2 separate regions of the Mus musculus genome follow, and region 2 is linked to region 1. The links are chromatin contacts, called in public HiChIP or PLAC-seq maps. All regions are on one chromosome and are shown on one strand. Each heading gives the region's core, a stretch centred on a gene start, on an enhancer-like site or on the middle of the called end of the contact. The rest is flanking DNA. Distances are from core to core; before and after follow the strand shown. Region 1 overlaps Adk (adenosine kinase). Region 2 overlaps Adk (adenosine kinase).

Region 1 (4,621 bases), core at 1,471-3,970:
TGTGTGAGGCAGGAGCAGGGATAACAGTACAGTCTTCTGTTTGGCAGTGATGTACCACGGACGGAACACGGACGGACTGAACCTCCTTAGGAGTAGAGGCTTCTGGAAATATGAAGAGTATTTCCATTCGTGGGTCATTTATTTATCTTAATATCAACTTGTAGGGGTTTGATACCTCCAAATTGGCAGTTGTTTAAGGAGGCCTGGAAACAGAACAGACCCCGGTTAGTATTTGGCAGGAAATAAGTGTTGGAAATTTTATTTCTAACACTATTGATTAAGCACTTAACCCATTTATGTTTTCATGCTTTGAAATTCGAAGCATATCTATTCCACATTTTTATTTCTATACATTTAAAGACAGGTTTTGTTTTTGTGTTTTTGTTTGTTTGTTTGTTTTCGAGACAGTGTAGCCCTGACTGTCCTGAAACTCAGTCTGTACACCAGGCTGGCCTTGAACTTAGAAATCCGCCTGTCTCTGCCTCCCAAGTGCTGGGATTAAAGGCGTGCGCCACCACGCCCGGCTAAATTTTGTTTTTGGACACATAATTTTTTCCTAGTAGAGTTTATCAGAATGACAATTATTTGGTATGAGAAAGCACTCTTCGTTTTCCTATTAGCTTGAACTTTCCATTGATATGAAGCAAGTAAGTCCTTGTTGTCTGAATGAAAACCGACTGCATCCTAAACTCTGATAGGAAACCGTTTGCAGGGGTTTAACATGCTGAGAAACCTTAATTATTCTGAATGTACTTATGTTATGATGTGCAGATGATTTGTTTACTGTCTTTAATGTGACTAAGTCAAAATATAAGTAGTTATTTGCATAAAGGGGAGATGTTGCTAATAATTTTTGCTTTGCTGAATGTTACATATAAAGTTAATTTTCCTCGTAGGAGATACGAGGCTGTTTCCACTCATTTCTGTTGCATTATAAATGTCTCATTTTATGGTCTCTCTAGTGCTGACATTTTACTGCTCCTTTTGAAATAGTTAAAAGTCGTATGTATTTCGTTTCTGTTGGTTTGATGTAAGTCTCCTTACGTCACTTTGCTGTTTGATTATCTTGCCAGTTGTCACGCAAGCACTTGCTTATTCACATACAGTGCGGTTCTCAGTTTACAAAAAAACCTTTGGTCAGTTGGCTTGGTGTTTGGAGTATGTGTGCTTCAGCCCAGTAGTTGTCTACAGTAGTAGTGGGCTACAGTAGTAGTGGGCTACAGTGAACCTCTTGCAGGGTTTTTACCATGCTTACTCCCTCTGCAGAGAGTGCTGGGGTGTCTCCTCTAAACAAGCACTTGGTACACTGGGAAAAAAAAAATAGAAGAAAAGGTAGCTGTGGATGTGGCTCTGCTGCAGAAGGCTCCCCTCGTATGTGTGAGATACTGCAAAAGACTATTCCCCCCCATCTCACAAGAAATTCAAAGTAGGAAAATGCTCATGAAATAAGGTCAGAAGGAAATTAAACATTTTGTATACAGCAGTACAATATATTTTGTGTCTTAAGTTAGTACAAAGAAGAAAATTAAATATAAAAGTTGATAGTAATCTGAATGTTATTAAAAGAATAAATTGGGCTGGAAAGGTGGCTCATCAGGTGGTAAGGCCCTTGCCACAAAGCCTCGTGACCTGTTCAGTTACAGGGACTCACATGACAGAAGCAGAGAACCATATTCCACAAGCTGACTTCTGATCTCCATCCTTATGTTGCAATATCTGCATGCCCACACATGAGCAAACACACACACACACACACACACACACACACACACACACACCTAAAGATGAAAATAAAGGCTTTTGTAACATAGTGGGCTGTGTTAAGCAGTTCTAAAACACAGTGTGTCTGACTCAGCACTCAAAACTCACCCACTGTCTCTCTCACAGTAACTTCCAATGTTGCATGCTCCATTGGTGAGGACAGCACCATATTTTGTCTTTCGTATTGTATTTTTATGGTATCTTTTCTATAAATACCTCCAGTTGCATTGTAGCTGCCTGCAGTATTCAATAGTATAATATGTTACGCATGATTATAGTCTGGGAGCAGATAGCCAATTCATGCACCTAGATTTGTAGCAGGCTGTTCCTTCTGATTAGATAACTCTAGTGTTGCACAGTGACAAAAATCTCCTTATATGTTTTTCTGAATACATCCCATCATTAAGCCGCACATGAGTCCTCTGAACCTCTAATTTTTGGTCAACATCAAAGCCAAAGCGTCGTTAACAGGGGAACAATCTTCAGTACCACAGCAATTAACACCCTGGCAAAGGCTCTCAAACGAGTTCAGATACATCACTGCATTGGCTCTTGGAGACTTGAGCAAAACTGTTGCCCATTTTAACTGTAGAGATGGCAGCTGCATGGCATTCAATGGAGCAAGCCATCAAAGGGTTAGAAATGAGGACCCTGCATCACAGAGAAGTTGTGTGAAGGCTTTCTTGTTCTGCAGGTTGGATTTGATGACATAGGATCTGTATCAATCTGGTCTCCATAGTGTAGCTCGAAGTGTAAATGCTAGGGGGCAGCACTTGACTACTCTGGCAAGGGAGAGTATGTTAGTTTCCTGTTGCAGCTGTAACAAACCCCCAGGACTTAACGCTCTATCTTATGAACCCTTTATAAAAAGCTCTGTCTTCTCATGAACCCACAGTTCCTTAGTTCAGAAGTGTAATACAGTCCCTCACTGAGCCGGTTTCTGCTCTAGGTTGTTTTTTTCCCTCCCAACCCCACACCTTGGCAAAGGAAACTCAGTTGCCCAAGCTTGCCCCAAACTTCCCATCCTCCCAGCTGTGCTCCACGGTTCATTGGCTGCAGTAGTGATGTTAGAACTGTGGTCCTCTCTTGGCACTCCAGGGACGGCTGCTTCGAGGCTTGTTCACGATGATGGCTGAATTTGTTTACTTTGAATTAATCTTCTCTTTCTTATTTTTGTTTTAACATTCTCTTTTTAGATAACTTAATCTGACCTTCAGCCCACTCTATTACATATATGCTTTTCCTTCTCTCAGACTCTCTCTTAAGGCATCAGCTTCCTCCTCCTTGTCTTCTTTGTGTGTGTGTATGTGTGTGTGTGTGTGTGAGAGAGAGAGAGAGAGAGTCTGTGTGTGTGTGTGTGTGTGAGAGAGAGAGAGAGAGAGAGAGAGAGAGAGTCTGTGTGTGTGTCTGTTTGTCTGTCTGCCTGTCTGTCTGCCTGTCTGTCTGTCTGTGTCTATGTGTTGGTTTGGAGATAGGATACCTGCTATGTAACCCTGGCTGACTTAAACTTGATCTCAAACTGGCAATCCTCCCACCTTGGCCTTTTGAGCAGTGGGAGTACAGCAAGAATATTCCCACATGCCTGACTTGTTTTCTTTGTATCTTTTTTCAGCAACTCAACAATATGAAGTGTAAGTACTAATTAATCTCTCTTAGATTTCCAGTACTTACAGTTGTCATTCTCCTCCTTTCGTTTAATGGTGCTGCTAATATTCTAGTGTGATATTAAGTAGTAGCATGCACCTCTGTTGGCTCCCATAGAGTGGGAGTTGTGGGTGGTGGGAACTGTACTCTGGCCCTCTGGAAGAGCAGCAAGCACTCCTAGCCCGGAGCCATCTCCCTACTCTTAACTCTTGGTGCTTTAGAAACATATTTTCAAAATTTGGGCATCTTGGATTATTTTTTATAAATGTAATCCCAAAGTAATCTATGTTATATTTTTTTAACTTTTGAGAATTTTTTAAATACTTCTTTGTATTATTAATATTCAAAGTATGTAGCCTGGTAAAATGTCTCAGCAAGTAAAGTTTCATGCTTGCAAGCCTGAGACCTGAGTTGATTCTTCAGGTCTCACACAGTGGAAGGAGAGAATTCAACCTTTACATGTAAGCCATGGTACATTCGTGCATACAAGCATGCATGCATGCAGTAATTGAATAGTAGTATTTTAAAAGATTCAGAGAGTGAGAAAGACTTAACATTTAAAAAACAAATACTTTATTTTCTCCCTTAAATTTAAAATAGACTTGGTTCTTGTTTCATGGGTGCAGTACTTACCTGCATTTCTCTGAGAATGCTAAGTGGTTTTTTTTTTTCTTTCTCTTTTGTTCCATGGTGTCTTATTTTTCTCCAATTTTCCATTACTTTTTAGATTTGATTTTCTCTTTCTCAGCAGTTGCATTCAAATGTATGGTGATCTTAGCCTTTTTGTTTAATAGAGGGACATTAAATGACATTAATTGCATGGGGTAGGCCTTGTCAACTCAGTCACTGTTAAAAAGTTTTGTAGTGATGTTTCTTTATGTTGATGTTTGGTTGTTTCTTTGATCACCTTGGATCTAGGATGGTATTGTTCCTTGCCGTCTAAGATCCAAGAAGGAGAATAAAATGGAAAGTTCTAGTTTAGCTTGCCAAGTCTGTGTTAGCCTTTCTGCTACTGAAACATTTTTCTGTTGTCAGTTTATCTTTTGTAGATAGAGGCACTGTAGTCTGTACTGTAGGATGGACAGCCACCGTATTGCATACAAATGTTAGAAGGGAGCCTCAGAGTTTAGCTGCTTTTTAAACGTTGATGGTCTGCTTTCACTCTCTTTGTTTGGTTTGGTTTTGGCTCGGTCTTTCTATGCAGCCTTGGTCGTTC
Region 2 (4,238 bases), core at 1,308-3,807, 51 kb after region 1:
TTAAAATTATGGCATCTACAGTTCTGTACAGTTAACAGAAAAACGTATTACATCAGGGAATAGGATGTGCTTCAGAGACCTCATGTAGGGCCATGAGAGAAAAGCAAGTGCCATCACCGGCTTGCGCATTAATAATCCAGTCAGCGGAAGAATTTTCCTGTCTCCCATGTAACATAAACCAGATGTTCCATTCTATTAAAACTCCTTACTAATGCGGATATTTAGATCACTGGTCACTAGGAAAAAAATGAGTAATAGCAATCTAGTACTTTTGCCAGTTTGTCCTGTTGTGAGATAATGTTGGCAGTCAGGAGACTAGAAGGTTTCCTGCCAAATACGACTAAATCTCATCACTCTGTTTTTATCTGTTGTGTTTTGTAAATTTGATCTATTTTCTTTTAAAAAAAAGCAAAAAAAAAAAAAAGCTGTTGTCCACAACCAAAGATTTAGAGATTGGTGGTCTGACTTCCTGTTTGGATACTACATGGAAATATATTTGACACTTGAGTGCAGAAGCCGGGGTGAAGTTCTACAGCTTCACGATGCCTAGTCTAACGTGGAGAAGGTCACTGAGATGTCCAGACTTGCGTCTGGTTAGTTTGAGTGTGTGGTTTTATTGTGGTGGTGGTGTTTTGTTTTATTTCTTTTCTTAAACAGTATTTCTCTGTGTATAGTCCTGCCTGTCCTGGAACTCGTTCTATAGACCGAGTTGGCTTGGAATTTACAGAGATCCACCTCCCTCTGCCTCCTGAGTGCTGGGGCTGGTATGTCATGTTTTTAGTTTCCAAGTTTTTAAATAATATCTAAAAACTATTTTGTTATACAGGTTTATTCTGGGTTTGTACTTCATACAAACCACAATGACAATTAGATATAAAATAATCACTTCATTGTAGAAGATGTCCTACGTTGCCTCATGCTCAGCTCTGCTTTTGACAGCTCTTGCTCGGGTTGCCTGTGGTGTAAGGTTCTGCTTCCCTTTCTGGGACATTTCTTGGGTTAAGTAAGCAAGTGGTAAATGTCTCTCCCTAGAAAAGGAGCAAGCCTAGTTGCTATCAAACAGAAGACATCCCTAAGCTCTGTGTTCCTCACCTGCAAACTAGACCCACAATATGCACCATGCATCTAAAACATATCATGTCACCACGTAGGACTGTAGGGGTTGTGAACTGGTGCAAATATGTTTTTATACTTTTCCCTAATTCATTATTTTTTTCTTTGACACAGACTTTCTAGAATTAGTAGTAGGCCTTTTTTTTAAGTTACCTTCTGGGTGAAATGCAGTCTGTTCCTTCCTAATTTTTTATTCATATGATTTTGCCATTTCTAGCGTTTCGTAGAATGTGTGTTTCTGTGTTTGTCTACGTGATCATGTGTGCAAGTGTGTATGGAGATCTGAGGACAACCTTGTGTATCATTCATCAAGAGCTGGCCCTTGTTTTTCCAAACTGGATTTCTCATTGATTTGGGCTCCTTAACTCAGCTAGGATGGTTAGCTGGATGGAAGGCTCCAGGCATCTGCTCATTTCTGCCTTCCCACACCATGATGTTCAATGCTTTTAGGAAAGTGCAGGACCTGGCACTTACACAGTCTCCAGTTGATGGTTTGTTTTTGTTTGTTTGTTTGTTTGTTTGTTTGTATGTCAACATGACAAAAGCTGGAGTTATCTGAGAAGAGGGAACCAATTTAAAAAGAAAAGCCTCAGTAAGATTTGCCTGTGGACATTTTCTTAATTAGTGATTGACATGAGAGGAACCAGCCCATTGTGGGTGGTGCCACCCTGGGGTCATGGGATATACAAGAAAGCCACCTGAGCAAGCCCATGGTCAAGAAGGGAATAGGCACTGTCCTACCTAACCTTTGTTTCATTCCTGCCCCCAGGTTTCTGCCCTGATCTTTTGTTATACTAGAGTTGTAAGCTGTAATAAACCCTTTTGTTTAGAGTTTAGACTTGTTTTTTGTTTTTTTGGTCATGGTGTGTTATTACCACAATAGAAACCCTAACCAAGACACACAGCAAACACTTTGCCAACCGAGACATCACCAAACCCCTGTGTGTGATTTTCTTTTTTCTTCAAACCCCATCATACACTGAACCAAAGTTTCACCAGAGAGGATTCAGGGACAAATCACCCTATGTGTGTCACATTTGGTGCATGTATGTTCCCTAGCAGTTGCTAAAGAAGTGAGTGACAGTCAAGGCCTCACACATGCTCTTTACACATAGCTCAGTTCCAGGCACTGGCAGGTTTTGTCAGTACATTCCTCACACACCTCCCTCAAGGCTTTACCCATGGGCAGAGGGAAAGGAAGCTGGAAGACACTTTGCTTCATTTCTGGCTTCGTTTTATTCTTCTCAAAATTCTAACCTTTCCAGTCTTTACCAGACTCCCAGGTCCCAAAAATAACAGGAGGGTTTTGTTGCCCAGCCTCTTGGTAGACCACAACCCCTCCCTACCCCTTTATATGTGCACCTGACCCTTGAGCAGGATGTCACTCCATGAAGGGTTGGCACGAGAGGAACAGAAAGCAAGCTCTTCCTTTCATTTTGGCTTTCTGATATTACTTCCTCCTCCAAAGCAACCCGGCTCAGTTCTCTCCAGCCTGAGTTCCCAGCCCTCACTAACTCGGGATCGTGCGTGCATGGTCTTTGAATATGGCTTCCTGCCTGTGACAGAAAGGTACCTTACAGTCATGCATTTTTGTCGTATGTAAGTAGACAGAGCTTTGCTTTGTTTGGTTTTACAGCTGAGTGGTTTTCCATTATCGTGATGTATAGTATACTGTGTCTCCATTCACTCTAGAGTAGTATTTGGATTGTTTCCAATTTGGAGCAATTATGGAAAAAACTGCTATAAACATTTGTTTATGCATCTTTGTGTTAACATAAAGTTCCATTTCACTGGGAGTGTGATTTCTGAATCAACCTCGGAATGTATGGTTGATTTCATTAAAATCAAACCACCTTATTTTTTTCAAAAGTGGTATAAGGGTTTGTTTCAGTCAGATTTTGGTTGCCATGTTTATATATCTGAGATAAACACCTTGAAAGGAGGAAGATTTATTTCAGTTCATCATTTCAGAGCATGGTCATTGCTCTCATAGTTTTGTTCTTTCAGTGAAGCTGTATGTCATGTTCCCTGAGCCTTATTGGGACTGGTATACATTTCTTTTGGTTTTTTTGAGACAGGGTTTCTCTGTATAGCCCTGGCTGTCCTGGAACTCATTTTGTAGACCAGGCTGGCCTTGAACTCAGAAATCCGCCTGCCTCTGCCTCCCAAGTGCTGGGATTAAAGGCGTGCACCACCACTGCCCGGCTACATTTCTTATTTATAGCTTTGCTCTCACCCGTCCTTTATTATCAACACTCACTTTGGAAATATTAAGCTTCTGCCTTCTCGGCTATTTTCAAGAAAGAAATGCTTCTCTCATTAGTTCTCTGGCTGTAAACAGGCATTTAGAAGGTGGTTGGACACTCTGTCAGTTTAGCTAATCAGTCATAGTAATTTACCCTTAGGGCCTATCACGTCCCCAGTTAAATGTTTCTCCAATTTGTTGTTTGTATTGTGTGTGTGCATGTGTCTCTGTGTGACTCTGTGTTTGTGCATGTGTGTTAATGTGTGTGACTGTGTACGTGTGTATTGTGACTCTGTATGTTTACGTATGTGATTGTGTGTATGTGTATGACTGTGTGTGCACTCACTCATGAATGTGTGTGTGTGAGAGAGTGAGAGAGACACAGACAGACAGACAGACAGACAGACACACACACCGTGTGTGTTATTGAACTCATGTGGAGGTCAGAGGACAACGTTGGAGTGTTTCTATATCTGGATAGTCTTTTGCTGAACCTTGAAGTTGACTGAAGTGCAGGCAACCTCCTGTCTCCCCCCCCCCCAAGTGTTAGCATATCACTGTCATATCTGCATGGTCACACACACACATGCACACACAGGGAGTCCCCTCTCCGGTGCTCATGCTCGTCCAGCAGGATGGTTTCAGGAGTACTTTGCTTTAAATGTGGGAGAATTCAGTTTATTTTCTCTATTTATTTATTTCCTCCAGGGTCCTGTTTGCTCCCCTGGTGTTATGATACATATAGTAGCTGTATCAACTTAGAGAGGGTAGTTCCTCTGACTACGGGCAGATCCACAGGTTCACAGGATATGGAAGAGGTCCTGACAATGTTATTTGTGCCTTCAACTTTTTTACCTGTCAGGTCCCCATAATAAATTGC

What was found. HiChIP or PLAC-seq counts read pairs in DNA pulled down with a chosen protein or histone mark.
Region 2: a contact with region 1 is called in a RAD21 HiChIP or PLAC-seq map of pro-B cells, with 2.4 times the contacts expected there. The contact joins two enhancer-like sites. A contact is called at or near these places in 1 of 39 promoter capture datasets (the 3T3-L1 cell line), 2 of 15 datasets of contacts at CTCF or cohesin (large pre-B cells and pro-B cells) and 14 of 484 Hi-C or Micro-C datasets (8-cell embryo, CD8 T cells, the HPC-5 cell line and 10 more).

The regions. Positions count from the first base shown.
Region 1 is chr14:21,141,126-21,145,746 of GRCm38.p6, forward strand. All of the region lies in intron 3 of Adk (adenosine kinase), which reads left to right. Among named protein-coding and RNA genes, the nearest start is that of Adk, 91 kb to the left of the region's middle. Within about 2 kb of position 2,721, at least 26 of the 459 cell types and tissues checked have an H3K27ac peak or open chromatin away from gene starts, as enhancers often do. A contact at or near this core is called in the P5424 cell line and pro-B cells, where this site is marked.
Region 2 is chr14:21,191,989-21,196,226 of GRCm38.p6, forward strand. All of the region lies in intron 4 of Adk (adenosine kinase), which reads left to right. Among named protein-coding and RNA genes, the nearest start is that of Adk, 140 kb to the left of the region's middle. Within about 2 kb of position 2,558, at least 56 of the 459 cell types and tissues checked have an H3K27ac peak or open chromatin away from gene starts, as enhancers often do. A contact at or near this core is called in the P5424 cell line and pro-B cells, where this site is marked.